Regions from separate parts of the Mus musculus genome. Here all the other regions are linked to region 1. Evidence: chromatin contacts called from public ChIA-PET, Hi-C and HiCAR-type data. All regions are on one chromosome and are shown on one strand. The core of a region is the stretch at or near the end of the contact, and the rest is flanking DNA. Distances in the headings are between cores, read along the strand shown.

Region 1 (6,691 bases), core at 2,651-5,150:
TGTAGCAGCTGAGCCAAAATGACTGAACCTCTAGAGAAAGAGCAGGAGGGAACCAAAGGGAGGCATTGCTCCCTGGGATAACTGCCTCTGCTCAGGGCTCAGGCCTGCAGAAGCTGCAGACTCCTGTGCAGAAGGAGCCCCTTCTCTGCATCTCTGACCTTCAGAGTAGAAACCGGAAGTAGCGCAGCTTAAAAATGTTTCTTACGGACATCCATCTCCGTTTTAACAGACAGTTGAAATGATCAGTTATCGGATAGGTCCTGCACGAAAGATCAACCCTGAGATACAAATATGGGTGCTTCTGTATGGGGGTGATAGTATGGAAGGAGACAGACACGGAAGCTCCTATCAGTTGATTGTATCACACTGGTCATACTTTTGTTTCATATACTGTCTATAGTGGTGTGAGACTCGTCCTCCCGCACGTACAAGAAGCATACTTGGGTTCAAAGCCAGAGTCAAAACTAATAAAGTGCAATTTGTTTGCTCGGGATTCCATGTCTACCAATTAGAAAAAGTTGTTCTGTTACCAAAATAAGAGTCTCTGGCTATTAATCTGCACCTCCTCTCTTCAAAGATGGGTGCTTTTTTTCCCCTATGATGAAACAGATGTGTTCAGTGGTCTTTATTTAAAATTTATATCTCCTTTCATGAGATAATTAACAGGCACCACTCCTAACTCATGGCATTTGGTTTTCAGATTTTTTTTTTAAATCAATACCATTTAAGGTTCTGACCTTCTCTTTTAATATTTTGACACAACCTTAACTTGCAGATGTCAGGGTCTTGCTTGGTAATTCCTGCAAAGCCGCTCTTCATCGGCTGGAAGACATCTGCGGGGCTCTAGAAAATGCATAGCCCTGATATCAGAAAGCGGACCTCGAAGCTAATTCTTCATTGAGGCAGAGCTGTATAAACTCAGACAAGCTACCTGATCACCTATCCTCAATTTTCCTCTCTGTAAAAATCAGACCAACAACAGTACGTACATGGTAAGTTTCTTGTTGGGGAATAAATGACCTAGGACATATAATGGCCATGCCTCTGACAAGTATGTAGCAAATATTAGACTTAAAATACCTGCTGTCATTTTTGGTCTTGGCACAGTTACAGATTAAAACTCGTATTTTCTTATCTATAAAATGAGAGTACTGTCATTTACTTTTGAGATGTTATCAGATTCAAACAAGAAGATAACAGATATAGGAATATCAGACATATAGAAAGTAATCAAGTATGCCAGGCATGAAGGACCCATGCCTGGTATCCCGGAACTTAGTAGACTGAGGCAGGATAATTACCTTGAGTGTGAAACTTGCACACCAAGACTTTCTTTCAAAAACAAACAAGAGCTGGAGAAAGAGAGGAGCGAACGAGCGGGAGGGAGGGGGAGAAGGAGAGAGAGACAGAGAGAGAGAGACTACATGTTTTTGATCATGCATGAGCTTGAAACTGAACTGTAAACATAAAAGTCTTTAGCAAATCCTAAAATTGAGTTAGAAATGTCATGCAAAAATTGGTCCATAACTAAGAGAATGTCTGACATATTTGAAATGCAAACCCAAGTTTTTTGGTTTATCTTTAACTTTACCTAAAGATAACCTTTTGTAAATGTAAATTCTATATCCACAAAATAAGAAACATTCTCTTAAGCCAAACTGTTCTACTATACTGTAATCAAGAAATCTAACATGCTTTCTTAAGCCAAGAAACTATATATTGCTTACAAATCTGATTGAGTGTGCAATGGCTTAAAAAAAAATGCTTTCCAGCTGTGGTGGCGCAATGTCCTCAATGCACTAGTGAAACAGGTAAAATCTATGTGGTCTGAGGCCAGCCCAGTCTACAAAGCAAGTTTCAGGCCAGCCTGGACTATGTTGAGAGATATGGTCAAATAAATAAATAAATAAATAAATAAATAAATAGGATATTAAAAATTTAAAGACAATTCAGCAGGCATTCTTTGACAGTATTCAAGATAATTTACTGGGAACTGAAGACACACCTTGAGCCCTTGCCAAAAAGGCCTACACATTACCACTGATAATCTCAAAATACAACTTATAAAAACCATACAGGAGTTCAATTTGAACCAGAAAGTGGATAAGTAGCATAAACATGCGTCCAAAAAATAAGTTCTCCCCTTTAACTACAAGCCTGCCTAGATTTTAAAAAGCAAAAGTCATTTTTAAAAGGCAGTTGTTATCTGGGAAGCTATTGAATTTGTGCCAGAAACCAATATTTCAAAAGGTAAACCTGTAAAATAATAGGTATCTGTAAATGAAAGACTGGAATAACCCCAGGAGCAGCAACACAGTAATTAGCAACTTTTATAGAGTAATAACATGTTCCATATTCTCTCTACACTAGCTCTTTGAAGTTGCCAGTGTAATATATACAAGTTTTATTACATTGGAGCCCATCCTTGTGTGTTTTATAGGTGCTAGCATTATGCAGAGCAAGCTGTAGTCACCGTCGGATCTTCTATAAGAAACTGCCCGATAATTCGTGAGCTCTGTGTCTAGTTTATTTTGTTACACCTGTCTTTAAGAAAATAAAGTCACTTTGAGCCTAAGTCACTATGGAGATTCACATGCCCACATGCCATCGAGGTATGTGTCATAAATCATAAAGCAGTTTAGCTTTAAAATTGTGCATCGCATATTCATGTGCACACCACTTGCAGTTTTTGACACATGTGAACTCTTTACTGAATTAAAAAGGGAACTGCTCAGCTCTACAATCAGCGATTACCAGAGGCAGAACAGAAAGCAGTTAATATGCTTGTTCCAGCAGATGTTCATCCCCGTAAATATTAAACATAACACAAGTTCCTCCAGGAATATACAAGCAGTAATTTTACCACCTGAATAGGGCTGGTTGGAAACATTTAAGGGGTGGGGGCAATGTGAGGGATGCTGAAGCAGCCAATGGGATTTTTCAGACAACCGCAACTAGAATTAAATTGCATCTACCTGTGATTTACCTATAGCAGCTCTCCCTAATGCGAGATTAGCGAGAACTGGAACCCCAAGTGCATTCCAGGCTGCCAGCTTTGAGCTTGACAAAAAGAGTGAGGAGTTCAGCCATGGGCATGTGTGAAGAAAGGGTGCAAAGGAACCGAGAACCTCCGGGAAATGAGTCTCCCTGGGCCAAGGCCTCCGGAATTCGGGCACCAAGACACACTGGCCTCCTGCCTAGGGTGCTCACTTTTCCATCTCCAGTGGGAGTGAGGTAGGACAGAGGAAGGATGCAAACGCCAAGCAGGGAGCAGGCAGGGCGCAAGGCTAGAGAGCATCCTCTCCGGGCACTTCGTAGAGGTACCAACTCTAGGGGGTCACAGGGGTGGTGAGCCTGAGGCTCTCCGGGAGCTGGAGGGGAGCACAATCCGAAGGAAGGGAGCTGAGAGGGGCTGCGAGATGAGGGGTGGGCTCTCAGGCATCAGTGACACGTTCTAAAAATCGGTTCTCTTCCCCTCCACCGCTGCGCTCCTCCAGTGGCAGCCAGACCCCGGCCCCCTGAGCTAGCGCAGGCAAGCACCGAGGGGAGAGAACGGAACCGGAGACCGACGAATTCACGGGGAGGCGGCCGAGCATCCAGCCCGCCAAGGCTGGAAGGAGCCGGCCAGCGAGGCGGGTGTCCCCGAGCCACCCCACCCCCACGGCGGCCGGGCACCCGGAGTCCCGGCCCAGGTGAGGGCAGGCGGGGCCAGCGCGGCTCCCCAGCGGCCAGCACCGGGACTCACCACAGCGACTCGAGGTCCCATTCCTGGAGCAGGGCTAAGTCGAAGCTGTCCATGGTGGGAGGTGTCAGCGCCGCCGCCGCCGTGTCCGCCGCCGCCGCTGTGTCCGCCGCCGCCGTGTCCGCCGCCGCCGCTGCCGAGCCTCGGGCCGCCCGCGCGCTGCAACGAGAGGCGCCCGCTAAGGTGCATCCCGGCCGCGCCCGAGCCGCCGCCGCCCGCCTGCCCGCCTGCCCGCCAGTCACCCTCCCCCGGCTCTCAGTGCCCGGCACCCCCGCGGCCCCTGCTTCCCGGGCCCGCCCGGCGCACTCACCCGCTCGCCGGCTCGCGCGCAGCCACACTCGCCGAGAGCCGCGAGCTCGCTCTCTCGCCGCGCCGCCGCCCCCTCCCGGCCTGCGCCCGCCCCTCCGCCCCTCCCTCGCGGCGGCCCGGCCCGCTGCAGCCGCCGGCGCGGTGCTCTGCGCCCGCCCGCTCGCCCGCCCGCCTCTTTCTCCTCCGGGAGGCGCGTGTGCGCGGGCGAGGCCGAGGCGCGCGCGCGCGTCCTGAGCCCCGCGCCGCGCCCGCCCCGCGCGCCCCTGCGCTCCCCGCGCTCCCCGCTCTCCCCGTGCGGCTGCTCGGGGTCCCGCGCCCTTTCTCGGGCCGGACTGCCGGCTCGCCCTCCTCACCCGCGCCCCTCCATCTCTCCAGACCCTCAGTGGCCCCGAGGGTTGCGGGGGACGTCCTCTGAGCCAAAGGGAGCGGCGCAGCGGCGCCGAGGGCAGGGGGATGCCGTGCCGAGCCGAGGCCGGCCTGCAGCAAAGCAGACCCCTGCCTCTCGCCCTCGCCCCGTGTCCAGCTGGGACTTTCTGGTCCTCCGCAAATTAAGGGGAACCCGCAGGGCGCTGCGGCTGGAGGTGTGCACTCTTGAAGATCTGGGGTGGGCGCTAGGAAGGAAAAGCCCTGGGCGCCCCAGGCGCGGTGAGAGTTAACAGTGCAGCCCACGGCAGCGCTGAAAACAAATCGTTTCAAATATCTGGAGCCAGTAACTTAAGTGAAATAAAGAGGAGGCGGGAAGGAAGCGTCTTCCAAGACCTGCTTTCAGCTGCAGTTTAGCCTGGGGGCTGGGAGGACGAGGGGTATCCCACTAGCCCTCAGCTGCCCAGTCCCTGGAAACCAGTCTCCTTTCTTTTTATTTCATACTGGAAAGGCCTCTCTGGGTTTCCACTACAAACTTCCCGCCGCCTCCTCTCCTGTCTAGAGAGTGGCAGATTGTCAGCTGGAAAGATGATAGAGTACCACTGTGGCTTGTAAAAAAAATAAAACCCTTGCTATTATTACTCCCTTGGTTTGAGAGACTGCTCCCCCCTCGCTCATTATTATATACACTCTGAGAGTGGGGACTGGAGGCGTAGAGCTGGTCTATCCTTCCATCTCTGGGCTTCTGCCCTCAAAATTGAGGATCCCATGCTGGCCCCGGGGGTGGTGCATGGGGTTCCCCTCTCCCATGCTCTTGGCCCCAGTTCCTGGAGCCCTGTTCAGGATTCCCCAGGATTCCTGGAGAGAGCAGCACCGAGCAAAGCTCACCACTTACACCAAACCCCGCATGCCCTAAGGGAGGCCTTTGCAGTGTATCGGCCTTTGTTCCTTTTCTAGACAAGAAGAGCCACCATGTGAGGCCGCCAAAAATTTAGCCCCTTTGGTAGAAATCCTAGGAGCAACCCCTTTTTTTATTTCACCCACCTCTGAAGGAGAACTAACGAAGTCGTGGGCGCAGGTAGATAAACTGCCAAAAAGCCAACTAGAGTTCTATGCTCTCGGAAACAGAACTGCAAAGCTCTCGGGCCCCCATCCTTTTCTTCCCCCAGCTTTGGAATAGTTCCCTATTAGCATCCATAACTAATGTGAAAATATCAATCGCTAAGTGAAGGCAGAGTCTGCATCAAATCCGCTGTAGAAACTGACTGGTTATTTTTACAAACTAACAACTTCGCTGCTTGAAACACCACCCCGGCCCCTTTAGTTGAAGGCTACAAAAGAACAAAGGAAATATGGACAAAGTACAGGTGTGAAGGGCTGGGATCCAAAATCTTGGTCTACAGTGTATCTGGAGAGAAGGAGGGGGGAAATGTGCCTTACAGATACCTACTTAGCATAAACCCTCTTGGAAATGTTTGCTCTGGCAAAAGTGAGCTATAGACATCACATGGAGACAGCCTTCCCAGGAACAAAGGCTGGGGGTGGAGGGTGGAGGAGAGAGAGAGAGGGGAACAGCCCCTGCCTGGAAGAACTGCAAGTTCCAAGGCCTGAACAAGAAATGTGTCCTGTTCCTTGGGCTCCTGGCTGCAGCTGGGAGTCTTCTCCAGAAAGGAGACCTCCCGCCCCTCCCAGGGATCTGGCTTCCCGTCCCTTCCCTTCCCACCACATCTGTTTATACAAAAGAAGCTGCTGAAGAACAAACAGAACCGTGTTTACTGCGGGTCCCATGCCGAGCGAGCCTGAGGCTCGGACACAGATTCAAGCCTCCTCCTCTTAGTGGCTGAAGATAAATGGGTCCCAGAAAAGGAGAAAGAGCAAAAGGAGTTAGGCTTGGGGAGGGAAAGGTTATTTGTAAAAGGTCTCCCTAAAAGAGCTATGAAGGGATGGACAGATGTATATTTAAGTGTCGGCTCTGGGTCCTCACGTTTACATTTAAGTGTACTTGAGCCGGAAGTCATTTCACTGTGGGTAATTTTTTTTTTAAACGTTTCTTCACAAATAATGTATTTTCTGTTTGGGGTCTTTAACTCGAGGACGGATGCATTAGTATTTTATTTCTGGTGGATGTTTCTGTGAATAGAGCCCACTTGGAGAGTGAAGGCATTGGAAGAAACCCAAAATGTTGTTGTAGATACTGTCTTTGCCTAAGCTGTGATTGAAATAAACTGAAAATGAATAGATTTCACTGGTGAGATGTAGAGGAGTTAATGAGACTCT
Region 2 (6,691 bases), core at 2,912-5,411, 500 kb before region 1:
AGCAGTATTTCTAAATTTCAGGCACAAGGCTTAGAATCCTGACTTAAAGTTGAGAATGAGATATAAAAGAAATTACAAAAATCCATTTTGCCAAGGACATATGCGAAGTAAAAATATCTAGTGTTAAGCAAATATAATTGCCGTGTGCAGAGTCTTACATTAGTAAGAATAACTTAGGATGCATTAACTCTATTATTACAAAGTCATGGTCTCGTTTTCATAAACTCGAAAGGAAAAAAAATAACACATTAAAAAAAGAGACCAAAAGGTAGGGTTGTAGAATATCACTAGGTTGCTTTAAGTGCCAAATTGAGAAACAAAATATAGCATGTAGGGAAAATTCCTTGTGCAAGATGGCAGAAAATATCCCACCAGAGATGATCAAACACCTCTTCTTTCTAAACTCTACAAAAAAACAGACTTCCATAAGATCGCCAACAATTTTCCTGTCTGAAAACAAGAAGCCCCAGCAAGCTCTCTCACCATGATCATATTTCCAGTACAACCTCAAAGCAAAACATAGGAAAGCCACTCTGCTGGGTGGCTGTAGGGAAAATTACTTAGCATCTTCTTTCGATTGAAAGATAAATTTTATATACACAATAAAACTAAAGTGAGGCTATTCTAATCAGTTTATTTTTTATTTTATTCTAGATGGAGAAAATATTTAGAAAGTCAAGTTTTGGTAAGCAACAAAATTTCATTAAAAAAAATCAAATATAAAAATGAATTCAATTTTATCTCACATCAACAGTGACACACAACTTTAATCCCAAAACTCTGGAGTCAGAGGCAAGTGGATCTCTTAAGTTTGAGGCCAGCTCTGATCTACAGGCTGGTCTAGGACAGCACAAAGAGAAACCCTGTCTCTAAAAAAACAAAACAAAAATGATGTTGGTACATGAAACAACTGTTTAATGCTTTTTGTTATTTTTGTTTTGTTTTATTTAATAAGAACTGAGGAGAAGACTCAGTAAGCACCTGTTCTGCAAACATGAGGACCTAAAAACCTGGTGCAGTGCTGCTCATTTCTAACTCCAGCAGATACAGATCTCAGGGTCAGCCCGTCCAGCCCAAATGGCAAGCTCCAGCTTCAGTGACAGACTGTGACTCAAAAGCTAAGGTAGCGAGCAACTGGAAGGCATCAGACATAAACCTCTGGCCTCTACACACAGCACAGGAAACTCAGACCTGTGTTCTTTAACATGTATTACTCATGTAATGCTATGAAGTAGGTAATACTCTAGTCGTCATATACAGCTGAATAACATGAAGCACCAGAAGTCATTAACTGGTCCAGGGTCATGCAATCAGTAAATGGGAGCAGACAGGATATGGACTGAAGATGTCAAGTGTTCAAATCAACTACAGCAATTATTGTTAAAAATTTTTACAAAGAGCCTATTAGGTTCCAGGCACAGTTCTAAGTACTAGGGATAAAATTACGAATAAATCTAATAAGATCTCCACCCTGTAGTTAGGAAGAGAGAACCAACAAATCTAAAGGGAATAATTAACAAGTGAAAAGTATATCTGATCATAAATACAAAGGAGAAAAAATATTTAATGTAAAAGCAAACAAAAGAGTCAAGTAACAAAAGGAGACTTGCTTCTATTTTAGAGACTAGGAAAAGTTCCCTCAAGTAAAGAACAGCACTAGAAGACAAGAACAGCTACCACCAGTCAGAAGAGGTGTCCTGCATATCTGCCTGGATCCTGAAATCCAATAGTGAGTGAGAGTCATGGGGTAAGGCTAAGGTTAAGTTGACAGCTGCCCTGATGGCAGGGAGGAGCTTAGGTTCAAACTCCATATGTAACCCAGAGCTTTTGGAGGATTTTAACTACAGAAAGTTCAAAGAAAATTAAAATTTTTAAATGTCTATTAATATCCACATTAAAGTTTCAGTTAGCACTGTTGTTACAAGAAAAGAAGTAAAAAGTATTTTTTGGTTGTTTGTTTTTCATTCTGTTTAACTTGCCCTATGATTTACTTTGGTTTTTATTTCTGATGGAGTCTTAACTATGCAGGCCCTAACTGGTCTGCACCTCACTATGTAGATCATGTTGGCTTCAAACTACCAGAGATACCCCAGCCTCTGCCTACCGACATCTGAGATGAACGGAGCCTGGTTCATACTATGATTTACAATCCCTTTCATTCTAATAAAACACTAAGAATCTGCCAGCCCTCAGGATCTGTTCTCTAGTAGACAGCAGGCACCTAAGGTCTCCGGTGATTAGTTTTCTTCTCATGGTCTCTCTCCAGCATATCAGGCCCTATTTAGTACACAGCTACAAGAGTATGCTACAGAAAACACTTACCTAGTACCTGTAGTTTCATAGTCTTATTAAATGCCTTTCACTTAAGAACTAATTTATTAGTCGGCTACCCAAACTGGAAAATGTCTTCCAAATATGAATGAAAAGCTTGTCCAACTAGCAGAGGCAAATTTCAAGCCCATATGTAAATGCTTTGATCTCTCCACTTCACATGCCATTGGATACAGTATGTTTGTTAAATATAGGTCTATGTAGCCTCTGGAATGTATTTACTGTGACTGGTTGTTGGGAACAGGCTTTCCTTCCTTTCCATTTAGAATCTTGGTTTTCAGTGTTAAAGAAGTGGAGTTACGTATTTCAGCACATTAATTTTGAAAATGTGTATTTTTCTACCTGAGATGACATAGAGATTTAATGTTAAAAGTGATTCCCACCCTTAAGAAAATGAACAAATATGCATTATTTACCATAAAAAGGAGTAAAGTTTCATGACAAGATACACGATTTTGGTACATACTGACCTCAAAGGACCTACAAGACACAAACAAGAAAACAGAAATTCAAGAAAAATGGCAAGTAAGTAGTCTAAGCAATGAACGAGTGCACTCGTGCAGACTGAAGTCCTGGATGGAGAGCTCCAGGTAAGCTTCCAAGTGTCCATCACAGGTAGCACTGGAAGGGCCGGAAGGGTATTCTAGCAGCATTTGCCTGGGCAAAGCCCGGTCAATATGGGAAAGCAAACTTATGGAGTCTTGCTAAGCTGAGCTAATGCGCACTCCATAGGAACAAGATTGTGGTATTATTACTCTACGTAAAGGAAGAACAGGTACTAGAGAAGCCAGAGACCAAGCAAATAATTTAAGAGCTGTTACATAGCCCTTAATAGTTACAAATCCTTTTTATGAGGTCTCTTGTTTTTATCTACATACCATTTCTACTTTATACCCAAGAAACACCAAAAAACACACGGTGAAATCCTAGGCATGTATCACCTGTAGTGTTTTTTTAAACAATCAAGGAACGATACTACAGGAAAGTCCGGGCTTTGCAAACCCGGGACAGGAAGAGTCTCCAAACAAACAAGTGCCCCCTCGGTGCACCCCGACTGTTATTATAACAGCACACCCAAGTGTGAACTGAGCACCTGTACAAACACTTGGGGACAGGTGTCCTGCACATGAAGGGGACAGATAAGTGACAAGGGAAAAGGAGTGAGAGAAACACTGCCTCCGGGATGCCTAAGAGCAAGGCAGAGGGGAGAAGCCGATGCACCGGGGACGAGCGAAGACCCGCGGCGCGGGCCCCGGGTGCCCCCTGCCACGTTCTGCAAACGCTGGCGGAGCGGACACTCGAACGCGCGAGGGAATGAATGGCCGGCCAGGCGCCGGCGCAGGAGGAACCGGTGACTTGCGACGCCAGCGGCGGGACTCGGAGGCAGGGCCGCGGGCGCCCCGATCGGCGCGCGACGGAGCGCCGGGTGTGGAGCGGGAACGGGAGGTCACGCGTTACATAACCCGGCGGCCGGAGGCGCAGGGGCGACGCGGCGCGGCAGGCAGGAGGCCTCGCGGCAGCACCGCGAGCCCCCGGCCTCGGCGCCTCGGGCCGCTCGTGCGGCGGAGGCGGGGACGGCGGAGGCTCGGTACCCCTCCCCCACCCGCCGGCCCGGGGGTCGCTCACCTTCCGCGCCGCCCCAGGCCACCATGCCCGGGCCCAGCCGCTTCCTCGGGCCTCGCGGGCGCCGCCGTCGTTCAGTGTCCTCCCCGCGGCTGAGGGGAACGCCGGGGAAGGCAACCGGTCAGGCGGCCGCCCAGCCGCACCGCACCGCACCGCGGCCCACGCTCCCTCAGTCGCTGCGCCCGCCTCGCGCCTCCGCGGCAGCTCCGCCCCTCCCCCGCCGCTCCTCTGGCGCGCGCCCGGCTCCCCCTCCCATCCACACCGCGGCCCGCTGGCCCGGCCCCGCACGCACTCACCGGGCGCGGCGCACGCGCGCTGCTCGCGCCCGGCCCGAGGCGACCCCGGCCCCGCCCTCCTCTCGCGCCGGCGCCCGCGGGGAGGGGGGGTGGAGAGCAGCGCCTCGGCTGCACGTGACCGTGCGGCTGGCTGGGCGGAGGTGGCGCGGGACCCGCCGCATCACCACGCTGCCTCCCGCCGGGGCCGGCTAGCTAATGGTGCTGCAGCGACGCGCAGCCGCGCCCCGCCGTGCCCCGCCCCGCCCCGCCCCGCCCGGGCTCCCCAGCCGCCGCGGAGGGCGCGGGTGCCGGGACTAACCGGGTAGACGACCGCGCAGGGTCGGCCGAGGCGCGAAACGCGTCGCCGCACCGCGCTCCGATTGATGTGCGGCGCCACCTAGCGGCGGCCAGGACGCTCACAGGCTAGCACATGCTCGGTCGGCGAGCGGAGAACCGCGGCCCACACGGGTCTGCGGGAATGCCAGGTCACTTGCTGGCAGCCAGCTAGGCTGTGTCCAGACACGACGTCCCTCACAATCTTACCACTGCCGGTCCTGTGCTCTACCTGCCTTTCCCACTTGCAACACACAGACCTGAAGAAAATTGCTTTCCCTTGTGATGGTTAAAAACAAACAAACAAAAACAAAAAACCAGCAGCTACACAATTTATTCGTGGATGTTAAATACACCTAGCAAAAAAGAAAAAAAACAGTCTCTTAAGGCCCATTTCCCCCGCCTCTGTAGTGTCTGTTCAATGGGAGACTGCATGGTTATTGTGATAGTCTTTATTGTTGGAATGCTCAAACATTAAGCCAACCAACTCCTCGCCCTAGACTGAACACTTTTGTTCCTTCCCCACCTTAAGACTTTTGAAAGGAGTTTGCAGGCACTTAGAAAACAGTAGTACTCTTTTTAAAACTGACTTTGCAAACCTGAGGTTCCTTTCCCAGAGAGACAGGAGATAATCGAAATCTCTCTCTCTCTTTCTGTGTATGTATATGTACATGGGAAATATATATATCTGTCTCGATTTTAACCTCTCCCCCTTTGCTCCACTTGCTCGCTCTCCTTTATGAATTCAACTTCAGTATTCCCTCCCAGCTCTGTTTCTCTGGACCCACAATTGAAGAGCTAGATACAGTGTAACTGCAGGAGTTTCAGAACGAGCTGCAACACCACCAGCTTGTGTTCGGAAATACCGCTGGGCGGGAAATGAGGCTTGTGAGGAGTTTTGAAAAACTGTCTCTACACAGCAGTTATTTCCAATGAGAAAAACACCAAAACTTTATTTTTGAGACTGAAAAATAACTTGTGAATACTTTTCCTCTTCTTTCATAATCAAAGATTACTTTTTCTGTATTTTTCTCAAGCAAATAAACAAACTGTCCCATCCTCGTTTGCTTTCTTTTGCTGCAACAAACATTATTACCAAAAAAACAACTTAAGGAGGAAAGGGCCTATCTCACCTTACAGTTTACAACCCACGGGGAAGGGAAGTCAGGACAGAACCTGGATGCAGGAACTGAAGCAGAGACCACTCAGGAGCCCTGCTCACTTCACTGGCTTGCCTCTAATGGCTTGCTCCTCTATTCCTGATACAACTAAGGCCACCCACCCAGGGTGGGCACCGCCCACAGTGGGCTGGCCCATCCCACATCAATCATCTGTCCCACAGACTTGTCCACAGGCCGATTCTGATAGAGGTGTTTTCTCAGTTGATGTTCCCTCTTCCCAGATGACCCTAGCTTGTGTCAAGTTGAAAGAAAGTGGAAAGAAGATGTCTTTCTCTGTAAAACAAACAGAACCGAGAGGCGAGAAGAAATAAACGGTAGATAAATTCTAGAGTCTGTGTTACGAACAAGTTTGCCCAGGGTTTATTTTTATCTACTTCAGAAAGTTCTTATTTTAACTTTATTGTCAAGATTCACTTGCCCATCTATTTATTTTTATAAAGTCTATATTTTTCCTTATCGAAGGCGAGCTAGGCTTTGGAGACAGCACCTAAGATGACCCATCTGGGCCCCACACTTGGGAATCCTTGGGGGAGCTGTACCTTTTCACTCCTTTCCTAAGCTTCATTAAAATTGATTTTTTAAAAAAATTTAATCATTTCTGACACCTTAAGAAGCCCGTAAGAATGCAGGTCAATGGCCCTTTTAGGGTTATGAATAAAAGGACATGAATTCTGCTACACATTCACTTGGCCTCTGGCAGTAAATTCCATATATATATACTTTTAAAGTTTGTTCTGGAACCCCTGACAGTGGTCTGTTCACAGTGACTTACATGGCCAGGTAGTGCTTATTATTACAAAGCATTCCATCCATTATGCTGACAGATGAAATAATAAGAGGGCGTGGCTCAAGCCCACGTGAACGGAGGGTGTTGAAAGCAGAGTTGGTTTGCCAGGACTTAACACTCTCAAACATACATTCAGGTTCGTATTTAACCAACACAGTTCA
Region 3 (6,691 bases), core at 2,982-5,481, 360 kb before region 1:
GACTGCAGGTTAGTGGGGGCCATGCTGGGACCCCTGCATTTCTTTCCAGGTGGGAGAGGAAATTCATTTCAGATTTTAGATTAAAAAAAAAATGATTTGGGAGCCAGAGAGCTAGCTGGGTTAAGAGCACTTGCTGTTCTTGTACAGGACCAGTGTTTGGTTCCCAGCACACATACTGGGCAGCATGCAAGTGCCTGCTAACTCCAGTTCTAGGGGATATGATGCCCCTCCTGGCCTCGTCAGGTACTGCATGCATGAAGTGCACATATAAGCATCGAGATACACACATAAATGAAACTTCAAAAAAAAAAAGTAATGATTTGATCTGATGTACATTTTTAAAAGATCACTGAGGACAAACTATATTATAGATGTCAGAGAACAAGGTGACAGTTCCCACAAGCTGGTTTAAACTACTCAGGATGGGAAGGGGTTGATGTACTAATATTTAATTTTGGAAGTTAAATTTATAGAAGGCAGAGAAGAAAAGAGTGTTTGAATGAGGAACGAGGTGTTATCAAGACTGGATCCTGTGGGTTTAGGCTTGAACAGTGGGCATCTGGGCATGCTAGGTCTGAAAAAGGGAACAACCACAAGACAAACATATTTGAGTAACAGGGGGTGGCAGAACCCAGAAGTTCAGTTTGGCATGGCTTGAGTTTGGAATGTTTGTGAGACAATCAAATAGAAAACTTAAGTATGTCTGTATTTTGGTAGAGTGCTTTGAGTTGAGACTGCATAGAAGTTGCCATTATAGAAAAACTGAAGGTCTCTGGGGGTGGGGAGGGGACATGAGGATGCCCAAAGACAAGAACTAGAAAGTAAAAAGTAGGAAGGAATCCTTTCAGACTCTAATACCTGGTGGAGACTGAGCACTTGGCAAAACACTAGAAGGAGCATGGTGGGGGGAGAGGGAAGGGGCACAGGTGAGGGGGGAGAGGTACAGGTGAGATGGTGAAGGGCACAGGTTGGGGGAGGGGAACAGGTAAGTGGGGGAGGGGTACAGGTGAAAGGGTGAAGGACACAGGTGAGGGGGAAGGGAGGAGCACAGGCAAGGGGCAGGGAAAGGCATTGGTGAGGTGGGGAGGGGCACAGGTGAGGGAGAGGGGCACACTGCAATGTCACTTTTCTGGTAAGGCAAGGGATGAAGAGACAGGTATTTGGGTATTTGGGTACTGGTGGTTTCTGAGTAGCAGAATGTGATGCGAGAGTCATCCTTAGGGGAAAGGCAGAACAAAGAACGAGTTCCAAAGCTGCAGAGGAAATGGGACAAACTTTTGATAGGACTGGCAGCACGCTCTTGTGACAGGAGGGAAGGAGGTCAACCCAGGAGGAAGATGAGACCAGATGTAGCAGGCAGATGAGGTCAGCCACGGGGCTCAGCATGGAGATGAGGAACTACAGGACAGGACTCGGCTCTTTCCCAACCTTAGGAGCACTGAGCACCTGAGCAGCTGAGGGATGACAAGCGTCACAAGTCTGAGGTCTGTCTGGGCTACTGTGGGACACTCTTACGCACTGCCACAGAACCCCAGATGTTAGAGTTAGATTCCATGTTTGTCAAGTTTTCGACGGAAGTAACTATAGGCTATTAATGGAGAAGAAGCATAAGACGGCAGTGTCTATACAACGCAATACAAATGCCTCCATCAAAGGCTGTATAAAGTGATGAGCATGTGTGTGTGTGTGTGTACATGTGTGTGAGTGAATACATATTCATGCATGTATGTTTGTATGTGTGTGCGTGTGCACACTTGTGCATATGTGTATGTGTGTACACCTGTGTGTGTGCACATGTGTGTGTATGTGTGCACTCGTGCGTGTGCTTGTGTGCATGTGTGTATGAGCATGTGTGTGTGTATTCATATATTTGTATGCCTGTGCATTCATGTGTGTTTGTGCGTGTATGTCTGTGTGTGCATGTGTGCGTGTGTGTAGGCCAGAGATCCATGTTGGGTATCATCCACCTTCACCCGACTGTGGGAGTAACATGGCCTCATGATCCTGGATTGTATACCTCCGGTGTGAGCCCAAATAAACCTTCCTTGAGCTGCTCCTGAAGGCGTTTGTCACAGTAGCAGGAAGAGCAAGGGACGTAGGGACTTCTAACTTCACAAGTGGAGCACTGAAGGACTCTGTGGTTGGATAGCTGGGCCAATGCTGCTGAGCGCCTCAGCAGCTGAGCAGGGACCTGGAGCCTGCAGTAATGTTTCAGTGGTCATCTTTCCTCAACTCAGCTTCTGTCTTCTAAGAGAATAATGGCGGTTGGGAGGTAAGCCAGAAAAAATGTGTGTTAAATGCACCAGAGTGGGAGGTTGACAGTCGGCAACCTGAGGCTCTTAGGGACATCTTTTCTTCTTCTTCTTCTTGTCCTTGTCCTTGTCCTTCTCCTCCTCCTCCTTCTTCTTTTTTAAGGTGATCACACAGGCCAGCTGGACCAATATTTATAAAGACAACCAGGTAGTTTCTCAGGGAAGGAAAAAAACTGCAAAGGTTTTTTGAAAAGATTTTTGGGAAGGAGGCGATCTCTGGTTATACCTGGAAACAAATGTGTCATCGTCTCATGGTGTCAGAGAAATAAAATGTGTTTCATATACATGTAGACTACATGCTTTCAGGGGAAGTCTTATCGTTAGTCTTTTTCTAAAAGTAGGGAAATTCCTCCAAGGCTCGGGGAGCACCGGGGAAGACAGGGAGGAAAGAATATCAAGCTGGACGTCAGGGAGTAGGCGGTCAAGCACTACCTTCCGGGTGTAAGCTACCAGTCACAAACCCACGATCCTGCAGCAGCTACAGTAGCCTAAGCTGGGAAGGCATGAGAACGGGCCTGCCAACAGCCAATCATGGGTTAGGAAGAACTCAAGGGGCCCCATCCTTTCCCTGATGAACTGGTGGCAAGGGATGGACTCTAGGGTGAAGGGGACATTATCACTGTCTTCAGCTGAGTCAAAAAGTGAGCTCGCCATGGTGCAAGGCAGAATAAACAGAATACAGTATCTACATGCATAGACCTGTCGGTAAAAAGAGTGGGGGAGTCACAATTTTGTGACTATACAAGAGTATACTTTGGACCCAAATAGAACAACTTAATCTAATTAATGTTGACAATTTAACTTAAATTATCATATGTAAACCCCACTGTCTGGAGTCTTGTTAATGAGTTAGGGAAATACTGTATAAAAATCATTTATTCCGAGTGCTCCTTGTACAAAAGGAGTAAGACACACACTAGGGTCTGGTCGAAAAGCAAGAATAAACAGTCCGACATGTGTATTCATAGTACAGTGTCGCCCGTGTAGACTGGAAAGCCGACAGCAAAGCAAATGATTTGTTTGCCTTTAGAGGACGTGATAGCTCAGCGTTGATAACGAGTTTCTTAAATTGCGTTTTCACTGGAAGTACTTCCTGCAGATAGTTCTGGGAATGTTTTAGCCCGTGAATCCTTTTCCTAATAGAAACCATACACAGATTGCATGCTTGAGAAGGCTTAGCCCATTTGGTACCTAGCTGAGCCTCTCAGTGGCTTAAAACACACACACAGAGGAAATCATTTTCTTCTTAGTCGCTCGCACAGATGAGAAAACAAAATTAGAAATGAATTTCTACTGTGGCTGCTGAGGTGTCTGACTGCCGGCGTTAGACACCTAGAAACAAATCATCCCACTGCTAAAGGCCTCCAAGCTTGAGGCCCCTTCTGCCCGGCTAACCACCCTTTCCTGGGACTCTCTCGGTTTGCCAACCAGGTCCCCAGGTTCCCGGAGTCCTGGCTCATCTGTGTGCCTTAGTTTGTCTCACAAAGAGGAGCACGTCTTCCCTGCCCCCAGCCCACGCTCCACTGACTTTGGCCTCCCGTCTATAAACATTATTTGTATTTGCATGTCTAGACAGCAAATCACGTGCGCAACACTTCACGGTACCTTTGAATCAAGTTCACCATTTCAAAAATCCATTGACTGGCACATGCATTTAGCCCAACATATGAAGATGACATAAAAAAGAGAACTCTTAAATTGTCTTCCTAACCTGTCCTGTTCATCCAAACCCAACAGTGTAGCTGGTGGGGCAGATGAAGGAAGTGGAGGGGAATCTGTCTCTAGTGCTCTTGAAATCTGCTTTAAAGTAAAAACGTTTCCCCGAGATGCAGAAGCGAACGTGATGAATGCTAAGCGGGTATTTTTTCACCTTAACTGACTGATCAGAAGACTATTTATAGCCCCCCTGACTGATGTCTCAAGCTGGTGAATCAACAGCCAGGGAGACTATTTGCAGCGCGTTTATCATTTCAGACAAACAGCCGAGACTGTGCCTGATTATTTTTTATTCATCATCTTTGAGCACCTCTGTGTTCATTCCTTCTCACTGTTAATAACGTCTGTATAAGGCTTCTCAATATTTAATGCTACGGCCTCCTTGCTGCATGCTAATGTGTGTAAGGTCACATGCTTGATCTCGAGAAGGCCAGTTATCTTTGCCAGAAGAAGAAGGAAGAGGAGGACGAAGACGAGGAGGAGGAGGAGGAGGAGGAGGAGGAGGAGGAGGAGGGGGAGGGGGAGGGGGAGGAGGAGAAGGAGAAAAAGGAGGAGGAGGAGGAGAAGGAGGAGGAGGAGAAGGAGGAGGAGGAGGAGGGGGGAGGGAAGGGGGAGGAGGAGGAGAAGGAGGAGGAGAAGGAGGAGGAGGAGAGGGAGGGGGAGGGGGAGGGGGAGGGGAGGAGGAGGAGGAGAAGGAGGAGAGAGAGGAGAAGGAGGAGACGAAGAAGAAGAAGAAGAAGAAGGAGGAGGAGGTGAAGGAGGAGGAGGAAGAAGAAGAAGAAGAAGAAGAAGAAGAAGAAGAGGAGGAGGAGGAGGAGGAGGAAGGAAGGAAGGAAAGAAAGAAGGGGAGAGGGAGGAAGGATCTGTTTCTGAGGGAAGTCTGATTCTATTAGTTTTGTTAGAAACATGATTGTTGGTCTATGCCATTAAAAACAAAAGTCACAGACTGAAATCCTTTAATGGGAACTGAGCTCAAGACATTTCAACAGACTGGACCAACACACAGAAATCCATCAATGGCAGTACAGTGTCCAGTATGGAAGACCAGCTTGGTTCAGTGTCTGTGTCCATTCATTTGTGCCTCATCTACACATGAGAAAGTCTTACCTGCTCACCCTCTTCGTCATCACTGCTTAGCTTAAGGTCGTCTTCCAGAGTTCTGAAAGGGACAAAGAGATTCGGACACTTAGAGCCAAAGTCTTTCAATACTGAAACATCATCTTTCAGGTCTGTGTTTAAGTTCTATTCACACCCTTATACTATATGTGGTTTCTCTCTGATGTACCTAGGGAAGAACAGAGAGTCACATCACAAACATTAACCCTCCTGACAATCTCAGGATGAGATGGCCTCCTTCCGAGTTGGCAGTTTTAGAAAAACAGAACCAAACAGGGGCTGCTCCCTGGGAAGTTTAAATTCCCCAAGTGCTTGTTCAATGATTTCCAGGCTTTGGAGCCCAGCTGGGTCCTCCGGCCTGCTGGGGGATGCTCATGGTAAAGACAGAGGAAGGGCAAGCAGAATTCTGCTAAGAGTCATGCAGCCATTAGTCTTGAGTCACATGACATTCATACAGGCCCTCTGACAGCCCAAGGGCTGGAGAAGTTGTCTCCTCCATGATCTTCTGAGTACAAGGCAATGAACAGCAGGACACTTCTGAAGAGTCTACAAGGGCCCTTTCCACAGGTCACCAGCCACCACCATGCATCCTGACACAAGCAGCGAGTCCATGAAGGCCAATGGTGGACAGAGAAAAGGGAATATGTATCCTAACGTTCTTAGCGGGAAGAACGGTTCTTATCAGTGCTGCTTTGATCAGTTCTTCAGCATAGCAATTTTCAGAGTTGTCCATTGCCAAGGGAATCTTGCTCAGACATGCACTTTCTAAAATGTGTTCTGGGCACACAGAATGGCTCTGCCTCAGAGCAGGGAGAGTCCACTGGCACAGAGTCCAGGGCTTCAGACACTGGTTTGGAAGCTGTCAAGCTCTTGTGCTTAAAGACCTCAATGTCTTCCTTGAAGTCAACCAAATATGCTTATGGCCATAAGGGTCGGTTATAGGCCTATCATAGGAAGATACCTTTATAGTAAATGCTATTTCAGTGACTTTGTGGGTAAACTGTGGTTGTCAGGGCATAGGATCAGTTCTTCCTGAAGAGTCTACATTTTCGGGTAGGTGACTTATGGTGCCCATGTTGGAGATCCTGATTTAGGTTCCACGAGACTAAGAAATAAATTTGTTTCTTTATTTGATCAATATAATTTGGAGTAACAACTGCAATTGAACATGTGCACGTTTGGGCCATTGTCTCCTGTGCATGGGGCAGAAGGAGGCATTTATATTGCATTAGGTATTCTAGGTGCTCTAGGCAAAACTGAAAGCCACAGGAGGATGTGAGTTGGTTACATGTAAATCCAATGCATACTGAAGGGGCTAGAACATCCACAGTTTTTATAGAAGGGGCCAGAGCATCCACAGATTTTATAGAAGGGACCAGAGCGCCCACAGATTTTACTGTATGGGCTAGAATGTCCAAAGATTTTGGACTCAGAGAAAGGTCCTAGAACCCAATCCCCCATGGACATCAAGGGACAACTGTACTTTTGACAATGAGGCAATAGGGCTTCTAAATGTCTAAGTAACCCATATGGATAAATAAATTGAG
Region 4 (6,691 bases), core at 2,412-4,911, 270 kb after region 1:
CACCCCAATTGATCCGCGGCTCCTTTTCACATCCTACCAGGGCTCTGAGGACTTCTGGTACATACCACCAGCTCTTCACTCAGTAAGGGGCAGGCCTGCCATGCACTGCAGCTCCCGTTCAATGCAGCTTCTTTGCCTTAGTGCTGTGTGACTCCCAATTCTTTGATGTCAGCCTTTAAAAATGCACAGATTGGACCAGTGAGGTGGTTCAGGGTTAAATGTGATCAACAGGCCTGAAGACCTGAGTTCAATCCTTGGGAGTCACACGTTGGAAGAAAAGACTGGCTCCCAGAAGTTGTCCTTTGACCTCCACATGCTGTGTCTTGCCACATATATACTTGTAAAGACACACACACACACACACACACACACACACACACTCAGAGGCACAGATTCCTGAGAGCACACACGCATGCACGGGGTATGTGCAAAATAAATAAGGTAAAAGCGTGCACCAATTACAAACACCAGAAAAGAACAATCCTCCAGCCCTGAACATTTTCATACCAAGACCACATGCAGATCTCAGCTCCCTGTTTATAACGAATCCAACTAAACACCTGGGTGGGAAAAAAACAACTGAACCTGCATCTTTGAATGCATACTCGGCTATAAGAAAGCTAATTTTGATTACAAACAAAAAACTGGCGACAGGAGAAATGGAGCAAATGAGGGAGAGGTGAATGGGAAGTCTAGGTTCTAGAATTCTGAAAACTACAAGGAGGTCAGTGTCCCTTGTAAGCCTCGGGCAGTTGTGGAAGAGGTGGAGGCCGGGTCCTTACTCCACCACACCTCTGACTCCACAGTTACAATGCTGAACTTTGGCAGCACGTCCAGATAGATCCAAAGGAAACCTCACACAACCTGGTAATACCAAGGAGCTGCTAGGCTTGGAGGGACCCTGGGGAGGAGAGAACCAGACCTGAGGCCAGAACAAGGGGATATTACCCGCCCTCCCATACTTTTCAATTTTGAATTGTGACGTAGCAACAAATTTATCAAACTACAACTTATTAAGGCACAGAACAGTGTATGCATGTGTCTACATCGAGAGTTCTATCACAGGCCATTGAGCTTCTAAATTCACAGTGCATGATCTTCTGGACCGTAGTTCAGAATTCCCCTCTGTCTTCTCCACTGCCGTCCTCCCAACCCTGCCTTAGAAGGATGCGCTTGTCCTTGGTTAGCAGAAGAAAACATCCTAACTCTGTCCAGTGAGAGATACAAGAGTGGTGGAGGCAGAAGCTTGGAGTAAGGGAGAGTGTCCAGAGACTGTACATCGGGTATGAAGCCAGCACTAGCTGCAATGCACGCCATTTCAGGAACCATTTCTGAGTGTGTGCATACACAGCCATCAGCAGGGGCTTATGTCCCTGAGATGTCTAAATCGGAGAGACAGGAGGCACTACAGATATTGAAAAGCCATGATCTTAAATACCTGATGGGTTCACATTTTCCATCACGGACCATCTGCGGCCTGGGTTTGGAGGCGTCACATTGCCAAGCTGGACTTGTTCCTCTTGAGGTTTATGGTCCCTCTGTCACTGTGTGGGATGGTCTGAAATAACAGTGAGAATTCAAGGCCATCCTCGGCTGCACAGCTTGCAGTCAGAACGGGCTGCATAAACCCCATCTCAAAAACAAAAGACCAAAACCACCCCTCAAAGTTAGGTCAATTTTCTTAATATAACTTAGTTTCTATGGGAAACAGTCAGTTGGAATATTCATGCATATTTTCTAGAACAGGTTCCTCACAAAAAGCAGGTAGCGTCTGTATTTCTTGATAAGCAAGAATGTATTTCAAATGTGGCATAAGAGCCAGCTATTTAAGAACCATCTCTGTGATTCAGTAAGAAAATTAAAATTATTAATGAAATATATTTTATCATGAATAATCCAATTCCACTGTTTTATTTGCTAAATGTTGGGTAAATAATTTTTTATACAGAACCATGAGTTATTCCAATGACAGATACACTCTGGGTTCTGTCAAGCCTTAGCATCTGGCAGATTCTAGACAAACGTCACTTGATAAATGAATAATGGAATAAACGTCAACCTGGTGGCATTAGAGAAATCATAGGTAGGGCTGTTGGCACAATAAACAAACAATGGCCTTTATTCTAAAACAGGAAAACCTCAGTATTAAAATTAATGGTAAGTTCGCCTCACATAGCTTAAGCAATTCCAGACTGTGTGATGAGAAAACTGTCTGGTTCAGAAGATCTCAAGTTCAGGGTCTTATATAGTCAGTCCTCTCTCCCCACCGTACTCCTGGCTCTCTCCTAATTCTTCAAAACGGACCCAAATATTACTGCAAGTGGCACAGAATACTTGCAAGTGTTTTCTGATGCTCTTTGTTCAACTTTGCAAAAACAAAACAAACAAACAAACAAACAAAACTCTATTTTCCTTTCCGGGAGGGGGCGGCTTTCTTGGGAATTTCTTCTGTTCTTGAGGGTCAAGAGCAAACATGTGAAGATTTTTCTTTTCATCTTGAAACTCCAATTCTGCTTTAAGATAAACTATGTCCTAATTATCCTGGGGACCACTGAAGGTAGAAAGTCATTTCTCTCTTTGTGTCTTTTCTTTTTAACCCAGTCACTTAGAAAAGATGAAGTCGTGGCTAGTGATCAGCAAGCGGGAACGAAGCTGAGCTGTCTCACTTTAAGAATGTCTCAAGACATATCCTGCTCTGGCAGTTCCAATAGACCAGCGCAAAAACCCAACTCCTTGTGGCTAACCAGAACCTGCCTGGCTGAGCTACTTTGTATTCACTGCCCTGCCCTTTCCTGCCTTGAATAGACTTGGAGAACGAAAAAGCACCAGCTTTTGGAAAACCTGTTTCATCTTTCCAGCCAGAAAGTGCAGTAATTGATGCCTAGACCTCCAACTTCTGACAGACCTCTTGGTGAAGGTATGGGCCAGCAAGCAGGACCTGCTCGCAGGCAGAACTCCTTCCCCTAGCGCCCCGGGAGCCGCGCTCAACCGTGCGCTCCTTCGCAAAGGCTGCACAGGTTCCTCCCTCCAGTCCTCCTTCCCAGCACGCTCCTGGGACCCAAGTGGGAAAACATTCTCCTCTTTCCACCCCACCCCACATTTACAAACGCAAGTCTCCATCCCAGGGTGGCAAAGGTAGACGATGGATGGTTCAAGTATCATCGATTCCATTCATCACTGCATCCAGCACAAGGACGCCGCCTCGTTGCATAATTAAGTGATGAAGGCTCTTCCCAGGAATCTCTCCATCCAGGGACGTCTTTAAGTCGCCACAGCACACACCGAGGTAGCTCGCTGAGGAAAACCGAGTCCACCACCCTTCTGTCTACCCGGCAAAGGGGTGGGGGACAGCACTTCATTGAGACCCGCCACCCCCGAGTTCCCAGCTCACCCTCGTACATCGGCGCTCGCGCTCCTCCCAGCCGCTGGCGCTCTGCTCGGGCCTCGCGGGGCCTGTGGGCGTCCCCGGAGCCCCGGAGGCGGGCTCTGCCCAGACCTCCGCACCGCTACCCGCCTACCCTCCTGCAGGGTGCAGGGGTGCAGCCACGCCGGAAGGAGGAAGCCGGGCGCGTGCGAGCTTCGGGGTGCAAGACCGCCGCCCACTGCCGCCCGGGAGTGTGGGCCTGGTCCTGCGCGTCGTCGCCGCCACCGCTGTGCACGCGCGCGCGCGTCCACGTTGCAGGAAGCCAGGAGGACGCACCGCGCACCCACCATCCCAGGCCTCCTGGTCCCCATTGGCCTGTGGAGAAATTGTACAGATGCAGCAACCCAGCCGCACCGCGCAGAAAACACCTTGGAGAAGGCAAAGGAAATCCAAAACTTAGGAAAACGCAACAATGTCAACGACAATGAAACACATAAGTAGATCAACAATCATTCTTTAAAAAAAAAAATTTTTTTTGACCTGAGGAAAGGTCAGATCGCTTGAGCTTTGGTATAGTACAAATCTTTATTCTTCCTTAGTTATTTGCATTTGTTTCTATTCTGTTTTATTTTGTTTTTTCTTTTTTAAAAGACCATGCCTCAATGGAGTGCAGGCTTACCTGTAACTCACTCCGAAGCTCAGGTTGGACTCCAGCGTGAGGCAATCCTCCTTTCTCAGCCTCAGGGATGCAGGGCATGGTAAATGCTAGGTACCACACCTTCCTCTATCCATAGATTTTTTAAAATTACTTTTATTATTTTTATGTTTGCATCTCTGTGTGGGTGTGTATACTTGAATATAGGGCCCACAGAGTCAGGAAAAGTGTGGGATCCCTTCCAGCAAGACTTAAGAGGGAATTGTGAGTTACTCAGTGTGGGTGCTAGGAACTGAACTCAGGTCCTCTGCAAAGGTGGTACCACCTCTTAACTGCTGTGCCATCTCTCCAGCCCCATTCATAGTTTCTTAACAACCCTGATTGGTTACCTGGGCATGGTGGCTCACTTTAATCCCAGTATAGGGAGGCAGAGGTAGGCAAATTCTTGAGTTCTAGTCCAGCCTGGTCTACAGAGCAACTTCCACCAGGTCTACACAGAGAATGTCTCTCTCTCTCTCTCTCTCTCTCTCTCTCTCTCTCTCTCTCCACACACACACACACACACACACACACACACACAGAGAGAGAGAGAGAGAGAGAGAGAGAGAGAGAGAGAGAGAACTGGTTAAGAAATGTCTGGAGAAAAACTTTTACAAACTGGCAGGGTTGGTTTCTCAGTGAACTTATCTCAGTCAGAAGGAGTCATCTGCAGACAGGAAGCCTCCCCAGGAACACAACACAGACAGTGAATGGGGAGTAGACCCCATTATCTCCAAGGCTGTTCTCCTGCCCAGGAGTACTGGGCCAGGCTCCGAGAAGACAGCTTCTGTGTGATTCAGAAGTCCAGTTTCTGTACGTTTCACTCAGAAGCTGTGACTTTTAAAAGGCCCAATTTATGAAGATTATGACTGACTTTTGTCCTGACAATGGCTGGCCAGCCCTTGCCCACCTCACCTCCTGACTCCTCAGTCCCTCCCTCATCTTGCCACCCCTCCTCTGTTCCCCCAGAACTTCTGGTGGGTCTTCCTCAGCTGGCCTCCTACCATCAGGCTTTTCCTGAGCCTTGACCTGTCTCTTACCTTCCCCCCACCCTGAGCCAGTCTCTTCCACATCCATTCACTTCAGACAGACAGGAGCCTCTCAGCTCTGCCCAATCAGGCTTAATTTCTGAGTATAAAAGGGGATCCAGCCAAGGCCACATTGGCAAATTCCTTGTGAGTTCTCTGCATCTCTGTCTGCCTCAATAAAGATTTGCTAGCTTTTCTCTACTGTCCTGTCCTTGCTGGTCATTCTTTGCAATGTTAAATGGGATCCACTGGCTCTGAGTGGCATGGGTGGCTGTTGAGTCTCTAGGTCCTTAATTCTTTGAGGTAAGCCTGCCTGAACCAAGAAGCAGGCTCTGTCTCATTCAAAGATCCCAGTGAGACCTGAGCTCATGTTTGACTTGAGTCAGGACATTAAAAGACAGCCTCTGTCTGACACCGCTGGGTATAAGATGACTCAGCTCCATGGTCCACTCAGCCTTGCAGTTCCTGCTACAGTTGTATCTCCATACTGTCTTGTTGTGGGTTAAGAGTCCTATAGTTTAGCTAACAGATTCTTCTAAAAACAAGAGCAGTAGACAGTTCTCCACTACACACCATATTCTCACAGGAGAGAGGCTGTCCTCTAGGAAGCGTGATAGGTCCTGTGGTCTGTGGTGTTTTAGAGCCATTACTTTTGCTGTGACAAAATAATAATAATAATAATAATAATAATAATAATAATAATAATAAAGCAACTTAGGGCCTCCTGCTAGCACCAGCAGAATGGACTCCTGAAAGGTGACCCAGCTGCTGCCCACTTCTGCAAAGTCCACCTGTTGCGCTTCCCAATTCCTGTGAACAACAGGCTACAGCAGGAGCCATTCAGACAATTGTTTTCAAATGAACAGGAACCATCCATGAAGCTGATTCAATGAAGGGAGATCCCTGGAGATCCCCAATGGCTTCCCTCACCACACATCCACAGTGAAGTTCCTCACTCCTGCAACCACTCCAACATCTGCCTGGCCATCCCCAAACAAGTGGTCTGACCTGTCTGTTACCAGGACCATCTTTCTCCCTAAGCAGAGCACACTAAGAGAACACAACCTTGACAACCCCTTGAACATGTTCTGCTAAGTGCTGGGGAAATCCATGGCTCCGAGGACGTACCGGCAAGAAATCTACTCAGAGCACAGCACCAGTTCCGAGCCTGACTCAAGCTGCTGAGACTCTCTTTTGTGGAGCCATTTTATCTCCTGCTTGATTTATATGTGAGAGTCTGTACCTTGAACTGTGTTTTTATAAAATTAAGTCTAGTTGAACCCTCAGCAGTGTATGGAAAATAAGTGTATTGTACCAAAAAAAAAAAAAAAAAAGCAACGAATTAAAAGAGTGTAGAGGTTTCGATGGGTAGAAATATTCGGGAAGGATTAGGAGGTGTGGCTTTCTTGGAGGAGGTGTGTCACTGAGGGTGGGCTTTGGGGTTTCAAAGCCCACATCATTCTCAGTTATTTCTCTCTCTGTGTATTTGTGGATCAGACATCAGCTCTCAGCTACTGCCTACCTGCCTACCTGCTGCCATGTCCCCAGACATGATGGTCATGGACTCTAATTCTATGGCACTGTGGGTTCCCAATTAAATGCTTT

The links. A called contact is a pair of places that touch in the nucleus more often than the background predicts. ChIA-PET counts read pairs in DNA pulled down with a chosen protein or histone mark. HiCAR-type assays count read pairs that join an accessible place to other places.
Region 2: a HiCAR-type map of embryonic stem cells shows a contact between it and region 1, with 4 times the contacts expected there. The contact joins the promoter of Rev1 here to the promoter of Aff3 in region 1. A contact is called at or near these places in 13 of 39 promoter capture datasets (the 3T3-L1 cell line, 3T3-L1-derived adipocytes, the HPC-7 cell line and 7 more), 4 of 484 Hi-C or Micro-C datasets (embryonic stem cells and stem cell-derived cardiac mesoderm), 6 of 115 datasets of contacts at active chromatin or transcription factors (astrocytes, embryonic hindbrain, embryonic stem cells and 2 more) and 1 of 9 other capture datasets (embryonic stem cells).
Region 3: a Hi-C map of cortical neurons shows a contact between it and region 1, with 1.8 times the contacts expected there. The contact joins the enhancer-like site here to the promoter of Aff3 in region 1. A contact is called at or near these places in 1 of 39 promoter capture datasets (embryonic stem cells), 4 of 484 Hi-C or Micro-C datasets (cortical neurons, embryonic stem cells, nephron progenitors and 1 more) and 6 of 115 datasets of contacts at active chromatin or transcription factors (embryonic forebrain, embryonic stem cells, fetal liver and 2 more).
Region 4: a contact with region 1 is called in an RNA polymerase II ChIA-PET map of memory CD8 T cells, with 7 read pairs. The contact joins the promoter of Chst10 here to the promoter of Aff3 in region 1. A contact is called at or near these places in 3 of 39 promoter capture datasets (embryonic stem cells, hippocampal neurons and stem cell-derived epiblast-like cells), 1 of 484 Hi-C or Micro-C datasets (embryonic stem cells) and 1 of 115 datasets of contacts at active chromatin or transcription factors (memory CD8 T cells).

What each region holds. Positions count from the first base shown.
Region 1 is chr1:38,623,344-38,630,034 of GRCm38.p6, forward strand. Aff3 (AF4/FMR2 family, member 3) reads right to left here and starts at 3,901. Exons shown (of 22, transcript NM_001290814.1): 1 at 3,746-3,901. The coding sequence starts at 3,798.
Region 2 is chr1:38,125,505-38,132,195 of GRCm38.p6, forward strand. It overlaps Rev1 (REV1, DNA directed polymerase), which reads right to left and starts at 4,162. Exons shown (of 23, transcript NM_019570.4): 1 at 3,958-4,162. It overlaps Gm5099 (predicted gene 5099), which reads left to right and starts at 6,579. Exons shown (of 6, transcript NR_151587.1): 1 at 6,579-6,666.
Region 3 is chr1:38,264,575-38,271,265 of GRCm38.p6, forward strand. Aff3 (AF4/FMR2 family, member 3) reads right to left here. Exons shown (of 22, transcript NM_001290814.1): 9 at 5,136-5,187. Among named protein-coding and RNA genes, the nearest start is that of Gm16150, 49 kb to the left of the region's middle. Within about 2 kb of position 4,232, at least 11 of the 459 cell types and tissues checked have an H3K27ac peak or open chromatin away from gene starts, as enhancers often do. A contact at or near this core is called in cortical neurons, where this site is marked.
Region 4 is chr1:38,894,499-38,901,189 of GRCm38.p6, forward strand. Chst10 (carbohydrate sulfotransferase 10) reads right to left here and starts at 3,662. Exons shown (of 7, transcript NM_145142.2): 1 at 3,392-3,662; 2 at 1,439-1,558. The coding sequence starts at 1,460. Gm51581 reads left to right here and starts at 2,112. Exons shown (of 3, transcript XM_030243909.1): 1 at 2,112-2,157; 2 at 2,904-3,135; 3 at 3,219-4,452. The coding sequence starts at 2,112. The coding sequence ends at 3,852.